3 separate regions of the Sus scrofa genome follow, and all the other regions are linked to region 3. A link is a contact called in public Hi-C data. All regions are on one chromosome and are shown on one strand. The core of a region is the stretch at or near the end of the contact, and the rest is flanking DNA. Distances in the headings are between cores, read along the strand shown. Region 1 holds the start of RBP5 (retinol binding protein 5, cellular). Region 2 holds the start of C1RL (complement C1r subcomponent-like protein). Region 3 holds the start of PEX5 (peroxisomal biogenesis factor 5).

Region 1 (4,646 bases), core at 200-2,699, 38 kb after region 3:
GACATGGGGAGCCTCGAGAAGCCAGAAGCCCCGGGGGTGGGGAGAGGAGACGTCAACGGGGACCCGAGGGAGGCGAGGAGGGACAGTATCCACGTCACCCCACAGCCACCACCCCCAACTCTGCACTAACCTCTTTTCACAGCCCATTCCATCCCTGCTATGTGTGCCTCCTGGGAACAGTGAAGTAAACCCCACAGCCTTGAGCCCCCAGAGATGCTAGCATTTCAGCTGCCAACCCCAGGTCTCTGGGGAAGCCACCGGGTGGTCAGCAAGGTCAGAGACAGGGGGACAGAGGTCTGGGACTTGAGGAGATGTGAGATGTTTGTGCTCATCCCCCACCCACCCCCAACACACACACACACACACACAAACACACACACCTGTCAGGGCAGTTCACCTCTAGGTGGAATTTTTCCCATGGCCTACTCTCTGCCTCCCTCTCCCTGAATTTCCCACCTTAAACCATGAAGAACCAGCCCTGTGGGTTCTGAAGCTGAGGACGTCGGTAGGTTTGAGAGGCAGAGAAGAGGTGTGCGTGGCGGGGAAGGGAGTTGGTGGTGGGGCACACACCCTCCATGGCAATTACCTCTGGTACATGGGCGGTCCAGGAGCCCCAGACAGGGGCAGGTCATGGCATCAGCAGTGACTCCAGAGGGGGAGGGAAACCCCTGGGTTTGTAAAATTCTCCAGAACAGCCAAACCAACTCCTCCCTCACCTCTGCTCCAGACTTTGAACTCAGCAGCTCATCAGGCTGCGGTCAGCTCCCTCTGCAGTTTCTCTGCTTCCCTCCCAATGAAGTATGTAGGACATTCTCTCTACAGGACAGAGTCTGGAATGCCAGCACTGGGGCCCCAGCTCAGCGAAGCCGGCAGAAGGTGCTGTGGGGGCCAGCACTCTAGAATTTTCTCCACTGGGGCTCCCGGCCAGCTGGCTTGCCTCTCTCCTTCCCCTCCCCTCCTCCCCCTCACACCTTTCAGGATCCCTGACTCAGCCCCAGGATCTCAAGACGTTGTTAGGACTCAACCCTGAGTGAGTCTGGAAGAGTCCCTACTCCACACAACCAGACCAGCTTCCTCCCAGATGAGGCTGCCCCTCGGGGTTCGAGAAGGTTCCCAAGCCTGCCAGAAATGGGCTGGAAGCCAACACGGAGCTTCAGAAAGGCTCCTGTCCTGCCTGCCGCATAGCCTCAGACCCTCGTCCAGGTTCCTTCCTCCGGAAAAGCCGAGGTCAGGCACAGCCTTGCCAAGTCCCTGCCCCTCCCTCGGGGCTGCAGACGTGAGCCTCACTCACTCATCGTCGGGGGTGGAGGAGGGGGAGCTGGTGGAGGAGGGGGAGCTGGTGGAGCTCTTATTGCAACAGGGCCCCAGGTCTATAAAAACCCCGGGAGCACAGACCTTTACATGGGCTGCCTCTGTGTGTGCTGGGAGGCTGGCCTGGCGTCCCCCAGCCTCCCCTGTCAGACAACACTCCCTCCCTCCTCACTCTGGCTCCTACACCCTCCTGAAGCCTTGACCTTGGCCAGCCTGGACGATGCCTCCCAACCTCACCGGCTACTACCGCTTTGTCTCACAGAAGAACCTGGAGGACTACCTGCAAGCCCTGAGTAATGGCCTCACCCTTCCCCAAACCCTTTCTCTCCCCTTCTCTCCTCTCCCCTCCAGCCTCCCGTCCCACTGAGGTGCAGGGGAGGCAGGTTGGACAGCGTGGAAAGGCTCAGGTGCTGGAGCTGAACTTGGGGCCCTTTTCTAGACAGGGGCGTTGCTTGGAGGGAGTAAATGCACAGCCCCAGACCCAGCTGAGGGGCCGCTCCCAGCCCCAGGCTGCTGCCGTGGGTTGGGGGGCACCCCTGGCCGGCTGGCCAAGAGGACCCTTGCTAAGAGACAGCCCCCACAGACATCAACTTGGCTCTGCGCAAGATCGCGCTGCTGCTCAAGCCGGACAAGGAGATCGACCATCGGGGCAACCACATGACCGTGAAGACCCTGAGCACCTTCCGAAACTACGTGCTGGAATTCGAGGTGGGGGTGGAGTTTGAGGAGGACCTAGGCATCGTGGATGGACGAAAGTGCCAGGTAACTTGCTCAGGCTTGTGGGGAGGAGCAGGGGGGTCTCTTAACCGTCTGGGGCTGAACAAAGTAGCCTCTCCCAGCAGCGGGGGGTGGGGGGGTGAGTGGGTGATGACACAGCAGGCTGTGGGATCCCTAGGCTAACAGGCTCCTGCTGTTACTCACCCAGGCCCACTCCCTCCCTCCTCCTCTCTCCTGCCCCCTCTTAGCACCAGCCAAAAGGACAAAAAGGGCAGGCCACCCTCAGGCCAAGAGCAAACATGTGCTCACCCTCTCACCTGTGACCCTGTGGACCCACAGCATCTTTGCCCCCAGCTTCTATCCCTCCACTCCCATGCAGCTCTTTCTGCTTCTTACATGTTCCTTCGCAGACCCTAATTCCCCTCTTCATGCTGTAAACTGGAGTTTCCCCCAGTATTTTGTTCTTGACTTTCTCTTGCCTGTGTAGCATCCATGGGCTAAATCATCTACACCCATGTAGATGTGTTCGGTTACCATCTATAATCTCCCCCGGGCATGGATTCTCCAGCCAGAGGTACCACCTGTGCCCCAGGGTCAAGTTTCAACTGCCTGCAAAATGTTTCCATCTGCATGTCCCAAGGTCAAACCCAAAGGGGTTATCTTCCTACATGAATCTATTCCTGCTTTTATAGTTACTGTTTCCGTCAATCACAATGACCAGCAGGACCAAAGCATAGAAGTCACAGTCATTATCTTGTATTCTCTTACCTCTGTGCTCCCCACACACACATGCTCACACAAGCATGCACATGTGCATCCTTATAACCTTTATATGTGCAACCTTCATAACGTTTCTGTGCTATCCAATATGGTAGCTCCTAGCCATACATAGATATTGAACTTTTGAAATGTACCTGGTCCAGCTTGAGATGTGCTGTCACTATAAAACACATACTGGGATTTTAAAGACAATCCCCCAAAACGTATAAGACGTTGCAGGAATTTTTGTATCGATTACATGCAGAAATAACAATTTGGGGGATGTTTTAGTTTGAATAAAAGATATTATTAAAATTAATTTCACCTGTCTCTTTACTTTTCTAACATCAATTGGAAATTTTTAAAATTATATGTGTGGCTTGCATCTAGGACCCATTCTATTTCTCTTGAGCATCACACGTGTATGTGGCTTTTATTGGTTTCTTCCTGGTCTTTCTCACTATCATCACCTCAACTCAGGTCCTCATTTTCCTCTGGTCCCCAAACTGGTCCCTAGTCTTGACCCTCCTCTAATTCACTCTGCCTACTGTCACCACAAGGCTCTAAAATGTAAAAGTGACCATATCATCCCCTGACTTAAACTCTTGCTGTGACAATCTCTGACATTCCAGGTAAGGTCCATATGCTCCACACAGCATCCAAGGGTCTCCCCATGAACGCACCAGGTTACAGCCCTTACAACTACCTGTCCTTCTGTCTTCTTCTTCTTCTGCTTCTTCTTCTTTTTTTTTTTTTTTTTTTTTTTTTTTTTTTTTTTTTTTTTTTTTTTTGGTCTTTTTGCCTTTTCTAAGGCCAGTCCCGTGGCATATGGAGATTCCCAGGCTAGGGGTCTAAGCAGAGCTGTAACTACGGGCCTATGCCAGAGCCACAGCAACGCAGGATCCGAGCCGAATCTGCAACCTACACCACAGCTCACAGCAACGCCAGATCCTTAACCGACTGAGCAAGGCCAGGGATCGAACCCACAACCTCATGGTTCCTAGTCGGATACGTTAACCACTGTGCCTCGAAGGGAACTCTCTGTCCTTCTTTCTTACCTCTATGCTGTTCCTTTCCTTGCCAGAAAGTGCCCATTATCTCCAATCTGATTAACTCCTCACTTCATTGAAAACTCAGCTCTTTCCCTCACCAGCAGTATCCGCTGCTTTCAGCCTAATAATGTTGACCAGAAGGCCCAGACCCACCCAGCTCTGATTTGGGCAGGGTTGGGGGGGACAGGGGCAACGACCCTTCATTCTCAGGGACACCTCAACTCTCATGAGACTGAAAAAGAGGAGAAAAGAGATTCCCCGGTGGGACTCCCAACCAGTCTCTCTTCTTCCCCAAAGTCTGCGGGTCAAACAGAAGTGTCAGGACAAATTCTCTGTTCCTCATACCCAGTTCAAAGTCTGGTCTCCTGGATGAGAGCATTGGGCAAAGGGGAAAAGGCCTTTGAGAATTATGGATTCCACCTCTTTTAATTCATTTGGCCTCTTATTTTCCATCTAAGAAAGAACCATCATCACCTCCAGTTACCCTGTGTATCCCTCCTGTGCCCAAAGGGTCACTGTCACATACTGTGGGCTCGCCCTCAGCACCCTTGAGGTGCTGGGGAGGGGGGGCCTGCTGAATCAGAGCCGCCCCCTCACTCAGGGGCTAGAGCAGGGACAGCATCTGCCATGGTGTGAAGGGGGGGGGCAGCACAGCCAGAGTGAGGTGGATGCATCTGGGGTGTCCTGTCCCCCCAGTCTGCCTTTATTCCTGCTTTCCTCACAGACCATAGTCACCTGGGAAGAGGAGCAGCTGGTGTGTGTGCAGAAAGGGGAGGTCCCCAACCGGGGCTGGAGACACTGGCTGGA
Region 2 (4,359 bases), core at 1,673-4,172, 61 kb after region 3:
ATGCAATTCGGGTGTTCCCGTTGTGGCACAGTGGTTAACGAATCTGACTAGGAACCATGAGGTTGTGTGTTCGATCCCTGGCCTTGCTCAGTGGGTTAAGGATCTGGTGTTGCCGTGAGAGGTGGTGTAGGTTGCAGACGCAGCACAGATCCCGAGTTGTTGTGGCCCTGGCGTAGGCCGGCAGCTACAGCTCCAATTCGACCTCTAGCCTGGGAACCTCCACATGCCATGGGTGTGGCCCAAGAAAAGGCAAAAAGACAAAAAAAAAAAAAAAAAAAAGAAATGCAACTCAAAACTGCAATGATATATTACCTCATATCACTCAGAATGGCCATCAATAGAACGTCTACAAGAAATAAATGCTGGAGAGGGTGTGGAGAAAAGGGAACTCTCATACACTGCTGGCAGGAAGGTAAATTTGTGCAGTCACTATGCAGAACCGTATGAAGCTTTCTTTAAAAGCTAAATATAGAACTACCACTGATCCAGCAATCCCACTCCGGGGCATTTATCTGGGGAAAACCATAATTCGAAAAGATACATGCATCCCATTGTTTCTTGTAGCACTATTTACAATAGCTAAGACATGGAAGCAATCTAAACATCCATCGACAGAGGAATGGATAAAGAATATACATATATATATATATATATACACACATATATACAATGGAATATTACTCAGCCATAAAACAATATGTACATATATATAATGGAGTATTATTCAGCCATAAAAAGAATAAAATAATGCCATCTGCATTATTATTACATATATTATTATATACATATGACATAGATACATACAAGTGTGTATATATACAATGGAATATTACTCAGCCACAAAAAAGAATGAAATAATGCCATTTGCAGCAACATGAATTGAATGGACCTAGAGATGATCATACTCAGTGAAGTAAGTCAGACAGAGAAAGACAAATATCATGTGATATCACTTACAGGTGGAATCTAATAAAAATGATACAAAAGACTTATTTATAAAGCAGAAACAAACTCACAGATTTCAAAACCAATGTAATGTTTACCACAGGTCAAACCATTGTGGGAGTGAGGAATTGGGAGGTGAGAATAATATATACATACTCCATATAAAATAAATGATTAACGAGAATCTACTGGATAGCACAGGAAAATCTACTCAATAGTTTATAATAACCTATATGGAAAAAGAATGGATAAATTTATATGTATGACTGATTCACTTTGCTGTATACCTGAAACCAATTAAACACTGTAAGCCAACTATATGCCAACAAAAAAAATTTTTTCAAGAAATAAATCAGTAAAAGAAAGAAGAAAAGAAAAGTGTGCTAGAGGGTTAAGAACCCAACATAATGTCCTGAGGATGCCAGTACGATCCCCAGCCTCGCTTGGCGGGTAAGGATCCAGCATTGCCACAAGCTTCAACACATGTCATAGATGGCAGCTTGGACCTGGTGTTGCTGTGGCTGTGGTGTAGCCGGGCAGTGACAGCTCTGATTCACCCCCTTGCCTGGGAACTTCCATATGTCGTAGGTGTGGCTATAAAAAGATAAGAAGTAAGAATGAAAAGTGTGTTAGCTGCCCCTCAAACTTGCCCCCTCCCCAAGGCTCCAGAGCCCAGTTCCTCAACCCCTCATTCTCCCTACTCCCCACTCCCAGCCCAGGAGCCCCTGTGCCATCTGTAATCCTCTGGGGAAACTCTTCTGCTTCTCCTGCCCAGGCTACCTACGCCCTGCCAGTGGGAGACGAGGCCCCAGTACAGGGAGGTGGTGCTGAAACTGGGAGAGGGAGCATGGCTGTCCCAGCCCCGAGTGGGGTTGCAATGACCAGCTTCATACAGGGCCTGCGAGTCGTGCAGTCTCTCTGCCCCGACCCCAACACTCACGGCAGGTGCACTATCCCGGTGGGACCATGACAGGCCCTTCCAGTCAAGGTGTTAGATTCACCTTGGGGACCCCATCCTGGCCCTGGACTGCTCCAGATTGCAGCTACAGGTGTGGTCACTGCCTCTTCACCCTCTTGGCTCCCTGCCCTCTCTCCTACCCAGCCTCCACTCAGCCCTGTAACCAACCCCTGTTCATTTAGAGTGACCAACTGTCCTGGTTCACCCAAACTTTCCCAGTTTTAAAACTGAAAGCCCAGAGTTCCCATCATGGCTCAGTGGAAACGAATCTGACTAGCATCCACGAGGACTCAGGTTCAATCCCTGGCCTTGCTCAGTGTGTTAAGGATCCGGCATTGCCATGAGAGTGGTGTAGGTCACAGAGGTGGCTCAGATCTGGCGTCGCTGTGGCTCTAGCGTAGGCCGGTGGCGCCAGCTCCAATTGGACCCCTAGACTGGGAACTTCCATATGCCAAGGGTTTGGCCCTAAAAAGACAAAAAAAAAAAAAAAGATAAAGAGTATTCTGGGGAGTTCCCGTCGTGGCGCAGTGGTTAACGAATCCGACTAGGAACCATGAGGCTGCGGGTTCGGTCCCTGCCCTTGCTCAGTGGGTTAAGGATCCGGCGTTGCCGTGAGCTGTGGTGTAGGTTGCAGATGCGGCTCGGATCCCGCGTTGCTGTGGCTCTGGCGTAGGCCGGTGGCTACAGCTCAGATTCGACCCCCTAGCCTGGGAACATCCATATGCCACGGGAGCGGCCCAAGAAATAGCTAAAAAGACAAAAAAAAAAAAAAAAAAAAAAAAAAAAAAAAAAAAAAGTATTCTGGAAGACTGGGTAAATTAGTTCACCAAAGCTAGCAAGACAGGGAGAAGGTACGCCCTGGTGGGGGAGTCCCTAACAATCTCATTAGACACCCATGGAGATGGCACAGTGATGGCACAGTGATTGCCTCTAGCAATTTCTTCAAATAAAGTAAATTAGGGTGGGTAAAAATAAATTAATTAGTCACCAGTACTGTTAGGGCTGATAGTGGTTGGATGGGTGTATGATGGAGAGGCTATAGTCACAGAGGCAAAGAACACAACACAGGACCCCTGAGCCTTATTATGATCCAGTGGCTGGTTCATCACGCCTCCTCCAGGGGCTGATCCCCCAAGCCGTGCCATAGCTCCTTTGGTTCACTGGCAGTTCCTGACTTTTACCAGCAGGTGGCAGTAGAACACTTCTGCCTCTGGGGCTCCATCTGCCGCCTCCTGCTGCTGCAATTTGCACCCAGTGGCCCAACCCGGCCTTGGAAGGGCCATCAGACTTCCCTCCCGGGGGCCAAGCCGCCCACAGTCAGCTTACCTGCTCTGACACCCAGGGAGAAGACAGGACCCCGGACCCTGCATCTCCAGATTTCCAACTCTAGGCAAGGTGGAGCCGCCCGGACCAGGAATTGCGGAGGGGTCCACGTAGGTGAATTCCACTCTCCTTCACAGAGTCTTTCTCCACCACCTCATTTCCATGAGTTCGGGTCCTGTCGCTTGGTCATGGCCATCGCTCTTGTCCCCAGAACACCAGGCCTGGAAAGGAAGGGCCGTGACAGAGACAACCACAGGCTGGGGGAAGACGGGGACCATAAGGAAATGGAAACAGAGGGGTTTCCTAGTGGGGCTGCGGGGTAAGGATCCAGCATTGTTGCTGCAGTGGCTCGGATTGCCGCCATGGCGTGGGTTCAATCCCTGACCTGGGAACAGGTGCAGCCAAAAAGAAAGAAAAGAGAAAGAAATGGAAATCGAGTCTTTGAAACAGAAAAGCTAAAAAAAAAAAAAAAAAAAAAAAATTGGCAGCTGGCATGACCCCCACAGCTCATCCTTCAAGTTAAGTCTGGGTGTCTGTGGGTGAGAGGGCTTCCAGGTCTCAGATGTACCAAGCCTCAGTTGGGGTAAAACCTATCTCCAGTATTTCAGCTACCCCTGAGCCAGACAGCAAATGGAGATTTGCTTTTTAAATCCATGCTGACAACCACTATACTTCCAGGAACTTTCTGTTCCTCCTGCTTGAGGAGACTTCCCCAGCCACAGTCCCGTTGCCTTGCTGGGGCCAAGCCTGTGCACTCGCCCTGCAGTGAAGGAAAGTGTCTCCCGACTGAAGATGAAAAACATAATATGTTTTGTATCCATTTAACTGTCTCATTTCTTTTGTACATGTTAAGCTTCTTAGACCAGCCTTTTTCTTCCCCCTCTAAATACTCGGTAATAAAAGGCCGGTGCTTGGTTTGAAAAAGCAAGCCCCACAAATGCTCTTGAAATAAATCTCCAGAAGATGACAGGGTAATCCTTCTTATCCTGGAGCTGCAGAAAATCAGCCATGATTCTGCTTCACAGAGTCAATTCTGATAAAGGGGTGACTCAAGAACATTCAATCTCATGGGTGTGAAAATAGATAATCCTGTTCTATGTTATACTTCTATCATCTTTGGAAGTGTAACTTGC
Region 3 (4,480 bases), core at 881-3,380:
TACCTCTCTCTTCAAAATCTCTTATCCAGTTCAAACTCAGTCCTCTGTTTAATATGTTTCAATTTCATATTACCACCTAAGAGAAATCAGGTTCAGTGCCCTAAGGAAAAGAGCCAATAGTCCAGTAAACTCATAAACAGCTTGAAATTATTCTACATCCTAAAATAAATTAGGGTAACAGTGTAGAATTTTGATTGTACCATAGGAATGATTTTAGATTTTCCATGACAATCCTCACCTGTAACTTCAGAGATGAATTCTTGGGACCAGTCAGTCTCATTATAATCCTGAGTTACATCCACAGCATCTCCAGCTGCAAGAAACTCCTGGGCCCAGTTCTCAGACAAGGCCAAGTCCGCCACACCAGGGGCTTGAAAGAGAGAGAGAGCTAATTAAGAAAAATACACATCAGTCTATCATGCCTAAGGAACCCTGAGTGCACATCAAAACACTGTTCCTTTGGTCTCGTTCTGCACCCCAGTTCCCCAATAGCAGCAGCACCCAAATATGGAATCCCTTGTCCCTATCTGCACAGAAAATGGTGATCGCCTCAGCACTAGACTTGGACACACCTCTCTGGGGTGCCTGGCGGAAGTTTGACTGCTCAATCTCCTGCATCTCTGCCAGGAGGTCATCCATCTTGAAGGTCTGAGGGGCACGGGATACAAGTGGTGCATTCTGGTCCTGGAGGAATTCGGCCACCAACTGTCAGAAGAGAGAAAGAGGAAAAAGGAAACAAACTATAGATTTGGAAATGCTCAAAGACGACTTAAAACCAAAACAAGCAGAAGAGTTAAGGCAAATCTCACTTTATCAGGGAAGTTCACAGATGGAAATACAGGTAAACCAAGTTGAAAGTAAAAATACAACAGGCAAACAGAAAATGCAGCAGAACAGACTGGTATGTTTATTTACCTCATCTTCAGAGGCTACCCCCAAAGGCTTAGAGACCTAGAGCAAAAGAAAGGGAGACAATATGGAACCGTGGTGAAGATGACACACACACAACCCAGTTAACCCTGGGTTAACGTTGCAGCTCTTCCTCCTATGTGACCTTGGACAAGTCACAAAACTTCTCCCAGTCTCAGTTCCCTCATCTATAAAATAACTGCCTTCATCTATACAAAGACACTTAGTATAAGCTTTAGGAAATACTCATCAGTTGATAACTACAATTACTATAGAGAAAGCAGTTATCCCAAAGTGGGCATGGGGACCCTCCATCCCAAGTCATCACTCAGGGTTTCCACCAGAAGAACACTCACCGCCTCGGAGGCTGGGGCTCCGGGGGGCCAGGGGCCAGGCCTTAACCCCTCCTGCCGAAGGGCCTTGTCCTGGGTGAAGTGCCCTGCCAGCTTCATAAGCGGGTTGGCACCCCCGCATTCCGCCTCCACCAGCTCCCGCATTGCCATGGTGACCGCCCAATCTCTGAAGGACAGAAATTTGGAACTGAGGTCCCAGAGCCAGACCCTTCCACAATCCACAACTCAGCCCGGATCTGGGGGAGGTGGGCAGATGTCCGTCCTAGGTTGCTGACTGCCGGCCACTCTCCACCCCTCTAACTTTTGCTGTGGCCCCCACCTCTGCCAGGAGTCAGGAGGCTGGTACCCTCCTGCCGCCCCCCTCAAAAGCCACCGCTCTCCGCCTGGGCCTCTCCAGTGACCTCCACAACTGCAGTCTCAGGCGGCGGGACAGGCGCCTGAGACCCCCAAGGAAGGAGCCTGGACCCCAAGGAACCCAGGGACAATTCTGCACCTGGGCTGTAGGGGAGAATTAGTCGGGAAAGGGAGAGGGGACTAGCTGCGGGACCGTAAGCCCAATTCCCCCCAACCTCAGTTTCCCGCGAGCACCGCTGTGGGCCATTCCCTCCCACTAAGTCACCTGAGGCCCTCCCCGCCGCTCGGCTGGTCCCGGCCCACTCCTCCCGCGCTCCGAGTACCCCGTCTCCGCGGCCCGGGTCGTAGCTCAAGCTCCACCTCCGCGACCCGCGAGGGCACCGCAAGGGCGGGGGAAGACCAGGAAGGTGTCCGCGCGTTCCCTCGGGGCCCAGCGCTCACCACCTCGCGCAGAGCCGCAGGACCAGCCGAGGTACCAGGTGCGGGCTGGAGGGGGAGGGGAGAGAAGGGGGCGGGGGGCTAGGGGCGGGGCTCAGGCTTAAAGTGGCAGTGACCGCCGCGCGGCAGTCGCGGCCCAGGCGGAAGCTGTTTGGAGGGGCGGGGCCTTAGGTCTGCTACGCCCGCGTAATGGGAGAAGCCGTAGCCCTTAAAGGGGAAGAGCCGCTTAAAGGGGAAATCTTGGCGCGGCGACTTTGGGAGCGCTCCGAAGGATGGTGGACTCTAGGACTTGTTTGATGGAAAGCTCAGAGAAGAAGGGAGCTAAGAAGGGCCTTCATAGCTTTGGGAGAAAGCCGTGCAAGTGGATTCTGGGCTCAGATCATTCCACCTTTTCCCTGGGGGGGCGCATTGAGACCCAAGGGGATTCCTTCCCTTTCTGGGCCGCGAATTGGGCCCTGACATGGGAGTGTGGGGGTCAAATCCGGGGCCTTCTCCAGCCTTCTAGCCCTGCCTCACTCCAAATTGCCCCTAGCAGGACAGCGTCACTGTCTCCGTGGTGACAGAGGTCTGCCCCCAATCCCTCTGCCACATCTGCGTATTGGGGAAAATAGCGCTAGTTGATGACAAATTCCGTTGACTAAAATAGGGTCCAACGCATCCTGAGACCTCAAGCTGCTAACCTACAGAGAAAATGCACAGTGAGTCACTCCTCTCCCCCGCTTCTTCCCTCACCACTGATCAAGGTCACCATGGTGGCCTTATTGTCACTGCTCCAGAATAGGAAAGCATAAATATGATGCAAGAAATGATTTCTAATCATGGAAGAAGCTTCAGGCCCCACCATCTGCCACAGAATTGGCTCTAGTGTCACACCTCGAGGACACTGGGAAAGAAACCCTGAAATCTCGTCTGCCTTCAAGTCCAAGGGTGTCCTGACGTCAAGAAGAAGAGCAGGAGGTGTTCAGGACTGCTGTTTGAGCAGCAAGAACGGGTTTGTGCCAAAAGGACAAAAGTAACATCCCAGTCTAGGGTGAAGGAGAAGAGGCAGGTAGTCAGCAGGTGGCGCCCTGGGCCAGGCTTGTTTCCTGGCTGGCTGCAGATTTCAAAGGTGGAGACTCCAGAGGAGCATGGCTGTATAAACTCACCCCTCGGATGGTAGAGAAGCTGCCGTGATACCTCAAAAAACCGAATGACAAAGTCTAAGATTGTGCAGAATTTCTCTTTTTCCTTACCTGACCCCACTACCCCTTTTCCCCTGCAGTACACAGATCCAGCCCTTGCCTGGATGACCAAACCTCTATCACTCTTACCTAGGGAAACTCTTACACATGTGTGTTTGCAGGTGCACAGGTGCAAGAATGTTCATAGCAGGAGTTCCCATTGTGGCTCAGTGGTTAAGGAATCCGACTAGGAACCATGGGGTTACAGGTTCAATCCCTGGCCTTGCTCAGTGGGTTAAGGATCTGGCGTTGCCATGAGCTGTGGTGTAGGTTGCAGACACGGCTCAGATCCTGCGTTGCTGTGGCTCTGGTGTAGGCCGGCAGCTAAAGCTCTGATTAGACTCCTAGCCTGGGAACCTCCATACAGCACGGGAGCAGCCCTAGAAAAGGCAAAAAGACAAAAAAAAAAAAAAAAAAAAAAGTAACTAGAGAAAATGAGTAATGGGGAAATATTGGTTTCAGGGTCAGGCTTTGCCATTGACTGTGAAATTTAACTCCATTGAAGAGATTCTCCAATCAGGAGGCTGATGTGGTGTAATGTTCACCTTTCATTGGCTCAGCCATTTGGCCACTTTAATAGCAGAGGAGGCTGGGAAATGTAGTTTAGCTGGATGCCCACAATGGGCTTGACTAAGGTTTGGTGTGCAGCTGGCAGTCTTTACAACAGTCCCCCCTTCTGGTCACCAGTGTCAGGCCATAGCATTGTCTATGAAATTAAACTCCACTGAAAGGATTTTCCAAGCAAGAAAATGGTTGATGTAGCTGTTTCAGTCTTCCAGTCTCAGCTGTTCCCTCTACTGCAGCTTTGAGGGCCCCTCTCAGTTGTGTCCAGGACAAGAGTGCCTGTCTTGTCTGGGCCATGCCTTCTCCATCTCAGATTTCTTTAGATCCCAGCACTTTTTCTGATCCCACAGCTGATACCAGCTCCTCGAACACCCCATCATTGTGAATATTCATAATGTCTAATGTGTGTGGAAAAGACTATTTCATTAGGTGGGATTTAAGTTAATATTTAATTCATTACAATTATAAGTGTAAAACCTGCTTTTGCTCACATCTTTAAATTCAACTTACAAATCCTGAAGTTCTATTTATAAACGTACTAAATTTTTAAAATTCCTTCCACTTGTTCTTTGATTGACATTTAACTCAACTTGAACAGATTTAAATTTCCTTAGGAATTAATCTCATCTACGAACTTAGTAA

Evidence for each region. Hi-C and Micro-C count contacts between places; a contact is called where the count stands out from the background.
Region 1: a Hi-C map of epiblast stem cells shows a contact between it and region 3, with 2.8 times the contacts expected there. A contact is called at or near these places in 1 of 5 promoter capture datasets (liver) and 5 of 47 Hi-C or Micro-C datasets (embryonic fibroblasts, epiblast stem cells, liver and 1 more).
Region 2: a contact with region 3 is called in a Hi-C map of skeletal muscle, with 5 times the contacts expected there. A contact is called at or near these places in 3 of 47 Hi-C or Micro-C datasets (embryonic fibroblasts and skeletal muscle).

What each region holds. Positions count from the first base shown.
Region 1 is chr5:63,599,733-63,604,378 of Sscrofa11.1, forward strand. It overlaps RBP5 (retinol binding protein 5, cellular), which reads left to right and starts at 1,450. Exons shown (of 4, transcript NM_001145223.1): 1 at 1,450-1,604; 2 at 1,895-2,073; 3 at 4,564-4,646. The coding sequence starts at 1,532. The region is part of intron 1 of CLSTN3 (calsyntenin-3); the gene reads right to left.
Region 2 is chr5:63,620,476-63,624,834 of Sscrofa11.1, forward strand. C1RL (complement C1r subcomponent-like protein) reads left to right here and starts at 2,923. Exons shown (of 7, transcript XM_021092409.1): 1 at 2,923-3,336.
Region 3 is chr5:63,560,632-63,565,111 of Sscrofa11.1, forward strand. It overlaps PEX5 (peroxisomal biogenesis factor 5), which reads right to left and starts at 2,131. Exons shown (of 17, transcript XM_013988424.2): 1 at 1,882-2,131; 2 at 1,266-1,428; 3 at 916-951; 4 at 573-705; 5 at 239-370. The coding sequence starts at 1,412.